2 separate regions of the Hordeum vulgare genome follow, and region 2 is linked to region 1. A link is a contact called in public Hi-C data. All regions are on one chromosome and are shown on one strand. The core of a region is the stretch at or near the end of the contact, and the rest is flanking DNA. Distances in the headings are between cores, read along the strand shown. Region 1 holds the start of LOC123424533 (E3 ubiquitin-protein ligase UPL3-like). Region 2 holds the start of LOC123424534.

Region 1 (4,243 bases), core at 742-3,241:
GCACACCCCTGCTCTTCCTCCTCCTCCTCATCCATAGCGCTTGGCGAAGCCCTGTCGGAGTACCACCCAGCTCCACCGTCACCACTTCGTCGTGCTGCCGGAGCTCTCCCTCAACTTCTCCTCTCTCCTTGCTGGATTAAGGTGAAGGAGACATCACCGGGCTGCACGTGTGTTGAATGCGGAGGGACCGTTGTTCGGCGCTTAGATCAAAATCTTCCGCGATCTGAATCGCTGCGAGTACGACTCCATCACACGTGTTCATAGTAATGCTTCCGCTTAGCGATCTACCCCTTGCTCGTTGCTAGCATCTCCTAGAAGATCTTGGTGTGACGTAGGTAATTTTTGAATTATTACTACGATCCCAATAGGAACAACAAGGTTGATTTAGAGGCCCTTCGTGATTGATGCCCCCTCCGACAAGGCTCCAGATGGGATTACGACGGAAGAGAGATTTGCTGCGGCAAAAAAAGTGTTTCAGGTGGCTCACCGGTGTTTTCTCAATATATAGGATTTATAGAAGTAGAGTTAGTTCAGGAGTGTCGGTAGGTGGTCCCAATCCATCAGGACGCGGTCACTCCCTGGGCACGTCCTGTTGGCTTGGCACCACCCATGTGGCGTCTGGTCTCCTCCAAAGCTTTCATTTCTTATTTTTGTCCAGAAAAAATCGTTAAAAACTTCCGTTGCATTTGGACTTCGTTTGATACTGATTTTCTGAAAAGCCAAAAAAACACAGAAAACAACAACTACATGTCCAGAAGGTGATCAAGGCTAATGTGGACGGTGCTCTTTGAAAAGACCAGGGCTCGGGAGTTCTGGTCTTGTTCTTCGGAATAGCCATGGCGGATTCATTGCACATGCATGCCATTTTTTCCCGTAGCTGCCAATGTTGAGGTGACAGAGCTCCTTGCGTGTATACGAGCCATTGTTCTTGCACAAGAACTACATGCCCAGAAGGTGATCGTAGAGACGGGCTCGCAAGTGGTGGCAAGAAAAGTAGTATCTATTCAAAAAGATCTCTGAGCTAATGGGTAACTAGGTGAGGAGATCAAAGTGTTGCTTGGAGCTTTTGATGAGTTTCGCGTTGTTTGGGGGCGACGGTCCATGAATAAAGTCACGTATATTTTAGTTAGAAAAGGTTGTTGCAACTCCTTATGTAAAACTTGGCTCCATGTTCCATCGAAGTGTATTCGCTCGGAGGTAGGAGACGAGGGGCCGTGAACTTTGAAATTTGAATAAATTGACAACATTTTCTAAAATACAACAAAAACATTTACACGTTGAATTATTTTCTTACTTTTATTTTATTTAAAATATCAAAAATATTTATCATACACTATCTTTTAATAGGCTCATCCAACCGGCAAGATTGACACCCTTATAAGATTGTTGGAGGTATACAAGGGTTTTATTTGTATTACTATTACAAGACATCCAACTACTCGACACACCTGTATGTTCATAGACTTACACATTGATTTCTCACTTACGAATGATGTCTATCACTATCACTTGATACAAGCCGACATACGAAAAGAGTGGAGACGACCAATTCAGATGATTTTGGTGCGACTTCACTTGTTATCAAGGAGTTTCCTTGTTGGTTTTTGGTTTATGTGTTCCTTACCTTAACTGTGCTATCTTACTTTTCTCGGTATATATTTTTTTCCTTTAGAGAGAGGCGCATACAATTTTGGTTTACCTGGTATGTTGAATTTTCATTTTACGTTATATTTCTAATCTTTTGAGATATTTTGTTTTGTTTTTGTTTTCTTTTGAGAAATTTCTTTTTTCTTTTTAATGCCCAAGAGAGGGCGGGGCGGTGCGGTGCGGTGCGGTGCTCGTGGGCAGGAGAGGCGAACAACCCCGCAAAAGCCCAAGCGGCCCTCCTCACGCGTCCCATCCCATCCGGTAAAGGAGGCCTCTCTCTCTCTCTCTCTCTCTCTCTCTCTCTTATCTCACGTCGCCGCCCACGCAGCGCAAGCCGCAGTCCCCACCCGCACCGCCTCCCCTCCCTGCTCCCCAAATCAATCAACAAAATCCCCACCCAGATCTCCCCCGATCGCCCCCCTCCCCATCGATGCCCCCTCCCACCGCCTCCTAATCCGCCGCGCCGCGCCGCCGCCGCCGCCGCCGCCGCCTCCCCCGAGGCGGCCGCCGCCCCCCTCCCCATCCTCCTCCCCCTTTGTATGGAAACGCGCAGCCGCAAGCGGGCGGAAGCCTCGTCGTCTTCCTCCACCACCCCCTCCTCCTCCTCCTCGGCCCGCCCCTCCAAGCGCGCCCGCCCCAACCCTAACCCTAGCCCCACCCGCGCCCGCCGCTCCGTCGTCCTCTCCCCGCCCGCCCCGCAGCCCCCGATGGACTTCCCCGCCGACGCCAGCGGCAACCCCCCGCCCCGCCGCCGCGGCGGCCGCGCCTCCAACGCCGACAAGGGCAAGGAGCAGCAGGAGCCCTCCGAGAGCTCCCGCCTGCGCGAGGCCGAGCGGATGCTCGGCCTCAGCTTCGACGGCATGGAGGACGACGACGACGCCCACGGGGCCTTCCCCCACGGCCTCACCTCCGCCAGCACCGCCCTGCAGGGGCTGCTAAGGAAGCTCGGCGCCGGCCTGGACGACATGCTGCCGTCGTCCGCCCTCTCCGCCGCCGCCGCGGCTGCCTCCTCCTCGTCCATGTCCGGGCCCAACGGCGCGCGGATGAAGAGCATGCTCGCGGGCCTCCGCGCCGACGGGGAGGAGGGCCGCCAGGTGGAGGCGCTGACGCAGCTCGGCGAGATGCTGTCCATTGGCACCGAGGACACCCTCGCCGGCTTCTCGGTTGACTCCTTCGTGCCTGTTCTGGTCGGGCTGCTCAACCATGAGAGCAACCCCGACATCATGCTGCTCGCAGCCCGGGCCCTGACCCACCTCTGCGACGTGCTCCCGTCATCCTGCTCCGCCGTTGTGCACTATGGTGCAGTGGCATGCTTCTGCGCCCGGCTTCTCACCATTGAGTACATGGACCTTGCGGAGCAGGTGAGCACTGTTCTGTTGCATCGTTTGTTCTGTTTATAGTATATGCTGCTTCTATATCATGTTGCCTGATCCAGATCAATGCTTATTGAACCATTTTTTTTACTGTATTATGCATGATTATGCCTTAACCCACGGTAGATGAGTTTCCTTCAAGTGTTGCAGCTCATTTGTAATATTTGGACTTGCTGGTGAGTAGTGTGCCTTTTGTGTAGCTGTGTTTTTTTCTCTCCCCATTTTAGTTCTAAAATGAATATGGGTGAGAAGGTTAAATACTTCCTAGTTCAGTACCTCACCATTTAACGATATTACAAGAAATATCTAGAGGGTTAGGCTGAAGGTGAATCCTTAGCAGCCTAGGGTCCTGCCTAGGATCTAGTCACTGCCCGCTCTGGGAGGGAAGAAGCTAAGGATAGGAGACACATGAAAGAAAAAATGGTTGGATGAAAAAAGGCCTGATAGTCACCTCAAGGATGTTGGCTGAAGCCTTAGGGAGCTTGTCGGCATGGAGAGGTCTTCCCTTCCTCTGCTGCCGCAGGAGGACTCGGACTCCAAATCCTCACCAGCGAACTCAAATCCATCTAAGGACCTCATCGGCCCCTTAGAAGACTTTCTAGGCCTGATCATGGTGTCCTCCTGCCGAGCACATAGGTGCTGTTTAACACGGTTTTGCTGTGCCAGATCACCTATTGCTGCATGACTAAGCTAGCTATTTGAACATGTTTTTCATCTGTAATATTCAGGGTCTAATATCATGCCTGTGTATGTGGTACTGTAACGATCCATCTGAAATACTAAGAAGTGGGTTGGAAATCAGATGCTAAGATTCATGTATCCGGTTTCTGGCTGTGTTTTCTCTCTGCCTTCCTATCTTATGGATATTATACTTCTACTTTTCTTGGGTCTAATTCAAAACAATGTGAATTAACTTGATATCATCAGTTTGAATTCCTTTGTAACCATTTGTGCTATTGAATCTAATTTGCCGCTCCGAATATGTTATTGAGTAGTATCTACCACTATCAGCTTTATCACCTAGGACACTTGAATTACTTTGTTAGATTTTGGTATTTTATTGCTTCTGTGGCACTTTAGATTAGCCATTTTCCTTATTTTGTGCTGTCGTTTAAAATATGCTGCACAAAGAATCTGTCATTGCTAGGATTTGCATATTTGTATGAATGGTCTTGATGTGGTGCTAACATTTCTTATGCCTTTTCTGGGTATTTTAGTCATTG
Region 2 (4,243 bases), core at 1,207-3,706, 190 kb before region 1:
GGAGCCCATCAGAGTTCGCCGGCTGCCAACTGCTAATTTTCCTTTTCCTCTTTTTTTGAATGCGGAAGGAGAAGAAAAAGGAATTGGGGGGCTAGGTGAAGTGCGGTGCATGCGAATAAAAGGAGGTCCCTAAAGTAGAGAGCACCTCTAAAAAAGATTCAGGGGACTGGTTGGAGTTGCACCCTTCAGGTCATGTTGTCCAGCATTATTCTAAATAACAATTATTCCAAATGTGAACATCATTCACAATAGAACCACACACTCTCACAAGGTTCAACTTGCTACTTGTTTTTCATGTGGCTTAGAACAGGAGAATATCGAGACTAGGATTCCAGTACATATGTCGTCATCATTACACAAAAAGGTAAAATATAATTATTCTACTCCACTTCAATTTCTTGGAAGCCCGACATTAGCTGCCAGCTCTAATGTGGCATGGCATGCCAGAAGATGTTAATGGGATACCCATCCATCACAGCAAGTTTTTCGTTAACTGAAATACTGAATTATATGTTCATATCCACGCAATAGTGTCATGTCAAATGTCACATGCCACAGCCAAGATGCACTCGCAACTCTAATTATCACTCTGAAAGAGTGTGATTGGTAGAATTCAAAAGACATGGAGATTCAACGGTTGAAATTAAGGTCATGTAGAACCTAAAATGTAATTAGTTTATAATGATTGTTATTAATCTATTGTGGAGCAATCGAAGTACTATGGGAAGCCAGGACATGGAGAACAATTCACTGCAAATATCGATGTTGTTTGGGATGAAGATACATTGCCGGTGGAGGAAATCAGGTGCTAGAGGCAGGGAAATCCACTGTGTCCGCAAACAAGAAAACCATTTTAAGGTACGCTAATCTAAAACTAAATTTGGTTAAGCTGATCGGACAAGTGAAGTAATTACATTTAAAACAGGCTAATTTTGAGGTAGCAGCACAACTCAACTTGTATGACCACATAACAGATTAAACTCTCTGGATGTGTGCTCTTGAAGTAGCAAATGGCGTACTGATTAGTCAAAATGCAAATTCCAGCAGAATATAAAGTAGAAAACAGCATTCCAAACCAGCAACATGAAATGGAGGCAATAGATTTAGTATTGTGCGGTTTAATTGCATACAATGTACTAACCTCTGCCTTGACAAACCGTGAGTGTGCTTCTTGTTCTGCCACAGCTGATGTAGCTCTGCCTCCAGAGGAGATCTCCAGTTTAATAGACTCCTTAGGTTCGTCCTTTTTCAGCATCCTTGGAGTTCCCTCGGAACTCCTCTTCTCCCCACTCAGTTCCACGGATTCCTTCCTCTTCTTATTAGCTTCGACAACTACTTTAAAATCAGAATTGGCCATGGTTATGTCGGCAAACTGATCCTTATGCCTGATATCAGGCGTGTTAAGATCCCCTTTCGACTCAAACCCATTATCCCGTGTATCAGCCTCTGCGGCGATCTTGGATGCTCCTAAAATGAACAAACTAACAATCGATAATCGAAACGTAGGCAATATCACTGAAAAACTAACTGTTATGTGTGCAGCAATTAAATAACAAGAATCGTGGCCAAACTATTCACCTTTCGTCTTAGCATCAGTCGGAGGAGGAACTTCTTTTGCGCCAGCGTGTTGACTGCCTTCAGCCTTCTTGCTTAGGGTTTGAGCATTCTTGTTTCCCTTATTCCCAATCGGGAGGGATAATCTGGCCGCCGGCGCCGGTGCCGTCTCCTCCCGATTCTCCCTGGCCATCGCGAAAAGAGCGTCGGCACCGTCCTTGTCCTCCGCCCTCTTGTCCTTGTCCTCGGCCCAGGAGGGGAACTCGCAGTAGCGGAAGCCGAATTTCTTGGGGACGTAGCCGGCGCAGCGCCAGAGGGCGGCGGAGAAGGCGGTGGAGGACGGGGATCCGCGGAAGAGGGAGGCGTCGGCCCCGCCGGGGAGGCCGTGGACGTGGACGCGGGCGGGGAGCGGGACCTCGGCCCACCTGCGGTAGAGCGGGGGCGGGCGGTGGGTGGGCAACTCGGCGAGGAGCTCGGCGACCTCGGTCTCGTCGGCGGAGGAGGGGGCGCGCTTGTGCCTGCAGTTGTGGCAGGAGAAGGAGGTGTGCACGCCCCGGACGTAGCGCGCGCACCGCGTGTGCACCCAGACGCTGCAGTCGTCGCAGCTCACCATCTCCTCGCCGTCGTCGAAGGTGACGCCGCAGGAGCAGTCCACCGTCCAGGAGCCGTCCACCCAGTCGTCGGCGGGCGCGGGCGCGGGGGCGGGGGCGGGGGCGGCCAGGGCCGCGGCCGCGTGAGGGGACGGCGGATCCGGGCGGTGCAGCCGGCCGCCCTTCATCGGCGGCGAGGGGGCTAAACCCTAGGTCCGGTTCGCCGGATTTTCTCTGCTCGTTTGGGTGGAAGGGGGAGGAGGAGGCGTGGACGAGGGAATGCTCGGGCGGAACGCAATAGGGGGGAAAGTCCAGTTTACCCTCGGGAACGGAATAGGGCGTGTTTGGTTCAGGTCACCGAACATACCTGGCCAAACGGCCCGTACGGCCCGCTGTAAACGGGCCCAGCATTGTACGGCCCGCGTCGGAACGTTTACTAATCGGGTCGTGTCGTGTCAGCCCGTGTGCTGCGCCTCTAGGCCCAGACAAGGACCGGTTATTAAACGGTCTAGTATGTTGGTCTGATTAGCACGCTCGACTCTATATTTTTAGTCTCATGGGCTCATTTTTAGGTCCATTGGGTTGTATATTATGTATATATATAATATATATAAAAAATAAACGGGTCGTGTCGTGTCAGCCCGCGTGCCCAGCCTCCAAGCCCAGACACGGCTCGAGGTGTGTCGCGTGCGTAGCACGGGCCCGTTTAAGTCGTGCCGGGTCGGGTCCGTCTTGTGCCAGGCCGGCGTGCTATCGGGCCGACCCGATTGAGACGGTCCATTTGGCCAGGTATGTCACCGAATGGACTGGGTCGGGTCCGTTTCGCACATGCGCTTCGTCCTCGCGTTTGGTTGGGATAAGAATGAGAACCCACTTGTTTTCTCGAACGGAATATTCTATTGAAATGTCGAACGCACTCGTACCTTTAATTTGGGAGAATAGTACGGAACGACCTATCGGTCTCGCCTCTCCCGACGCACTTTGTTCTGAACCTGTGTCGTCTTCACCCCCTCATTTCTCTATTCCTCTCGATGTTGCCTCTTCCTCGTCTTTAATCCCGAATGTTGTCGCACGTCCCTTGTCTCTCTATCGCGCATCTTCCTCCCCCCTCCCCTCCCCGAACATCGTTGCATATCCCTTGTCTTTCTCACATCTCTCCCTCTCAGATGGCGTGATAGATTGAACGGAGAAGAGACGACGAGGCAGCAACATCAATTTGCTCCATGTGATTTGCTCCCATTCCTCTCACCCATCAAGTAGCACACAACCATGGAAGGTTGAGAGCAAAGAATCCATTCAATTCCATCTTCGAAACAAATACCGGAATGTAACCATTCCATCCCTATGCATCGCCCTTATCAAATACGAGGATGAGCTGACCCATTCTAGTAAAATGGAATCGTGACATTCCATTCCACTTTGTTCCCAAACCAAACGATCAACTGTGTTTTGTTCAGAAAATATAATGAGAAGATTTTGGTTTAGCTCGCCTCAAATATAGCTCTTAGTTAGACAACATAATAGAAGAGTTTGGTGCCTTGCGCTATTGGTGTTGTTTATTTTTCCATAAAAAAATTTCCTTCGGTTATAAACTATAGTTGTATTAGCTTTTTTGAAAGTCGAACCCATTTAAGTTCAATCTACTCATAATCAAATCAGTATCATTATATTCATCATTGAGTGAAATTTCTATTTGTTTGTTTAGTATTCCGAATGTCGGATTTTGACTCTAAACTTGGTCAAACATAAATAATTTTAAATTAAAAAATAAATACACCTTATATTTTGAAATTGAGGAACTATTTAGTTTAGTGAGTGATGTAAATGATGGGGTGTGTTTTATTTTCTTATAGCGTGGCGTTTTGATGGACTTTCGGGGTGTGATCCCGTGTTATCTACTAACTGATACTCCCGTAGGAGTTGTTGGGTTTTGCGTTGAAGGGGAGGGTGATATAACACAGAAGCAAAAAATTAATGAGAATTAAAGTTTAATCGAGTCAGTAGGAATCACCAAACTACCAAGGTCAACTGTGTCTGAACACAAAATAAAAACAATACTTGCACCTAACTTGACAAGGGGTTTGTCAAACCAACCCCTT

Evidence for each region. A called contact is a pair of places that touch in the nucleus more often than the background predicts.
Region 2: a contact with region 1 is called in a Hi-C map of leaf, with 4 times the contacts expected there. The contact joins the promoter of LOC123424534 here to the promoter of LOC123424533 in region 1. A contact is called at or near these places in 3 of 6 Hi-C or Micro-C datasets (leaf and seedling) and 1 of 1 datasets of contacts at active chromatin or transcription factors (embryo).

What each region holds. Positions count from the first base shown.
Region 1 is chr2H:19,643,201-19,647,443 of MorexV3_pseudomolecules_assembly, reverse strand. LOC123424533 (E3 ubiquitin-protein ligase UPL3-like) reads left to right here and starts at 1,991. Exons shown (of 17, transcript XM_045108161.1): 1 at 1,991-3,008; 2 at 4,238-4,243. The coding sequence starts at 2,187.
Region 2 is chr2H:19,836,706-19,840,948 of MorexV3_pseudomolecules_assembly, reverse strand. It overlaps LOC123424534, which reads right to left and starts at 2,456. Exons shown (of 10, transcript XM_045108164.1): 1 at 1,579-2,456; 2 at 1,142-1,467. The coding sequence starts at 2,332.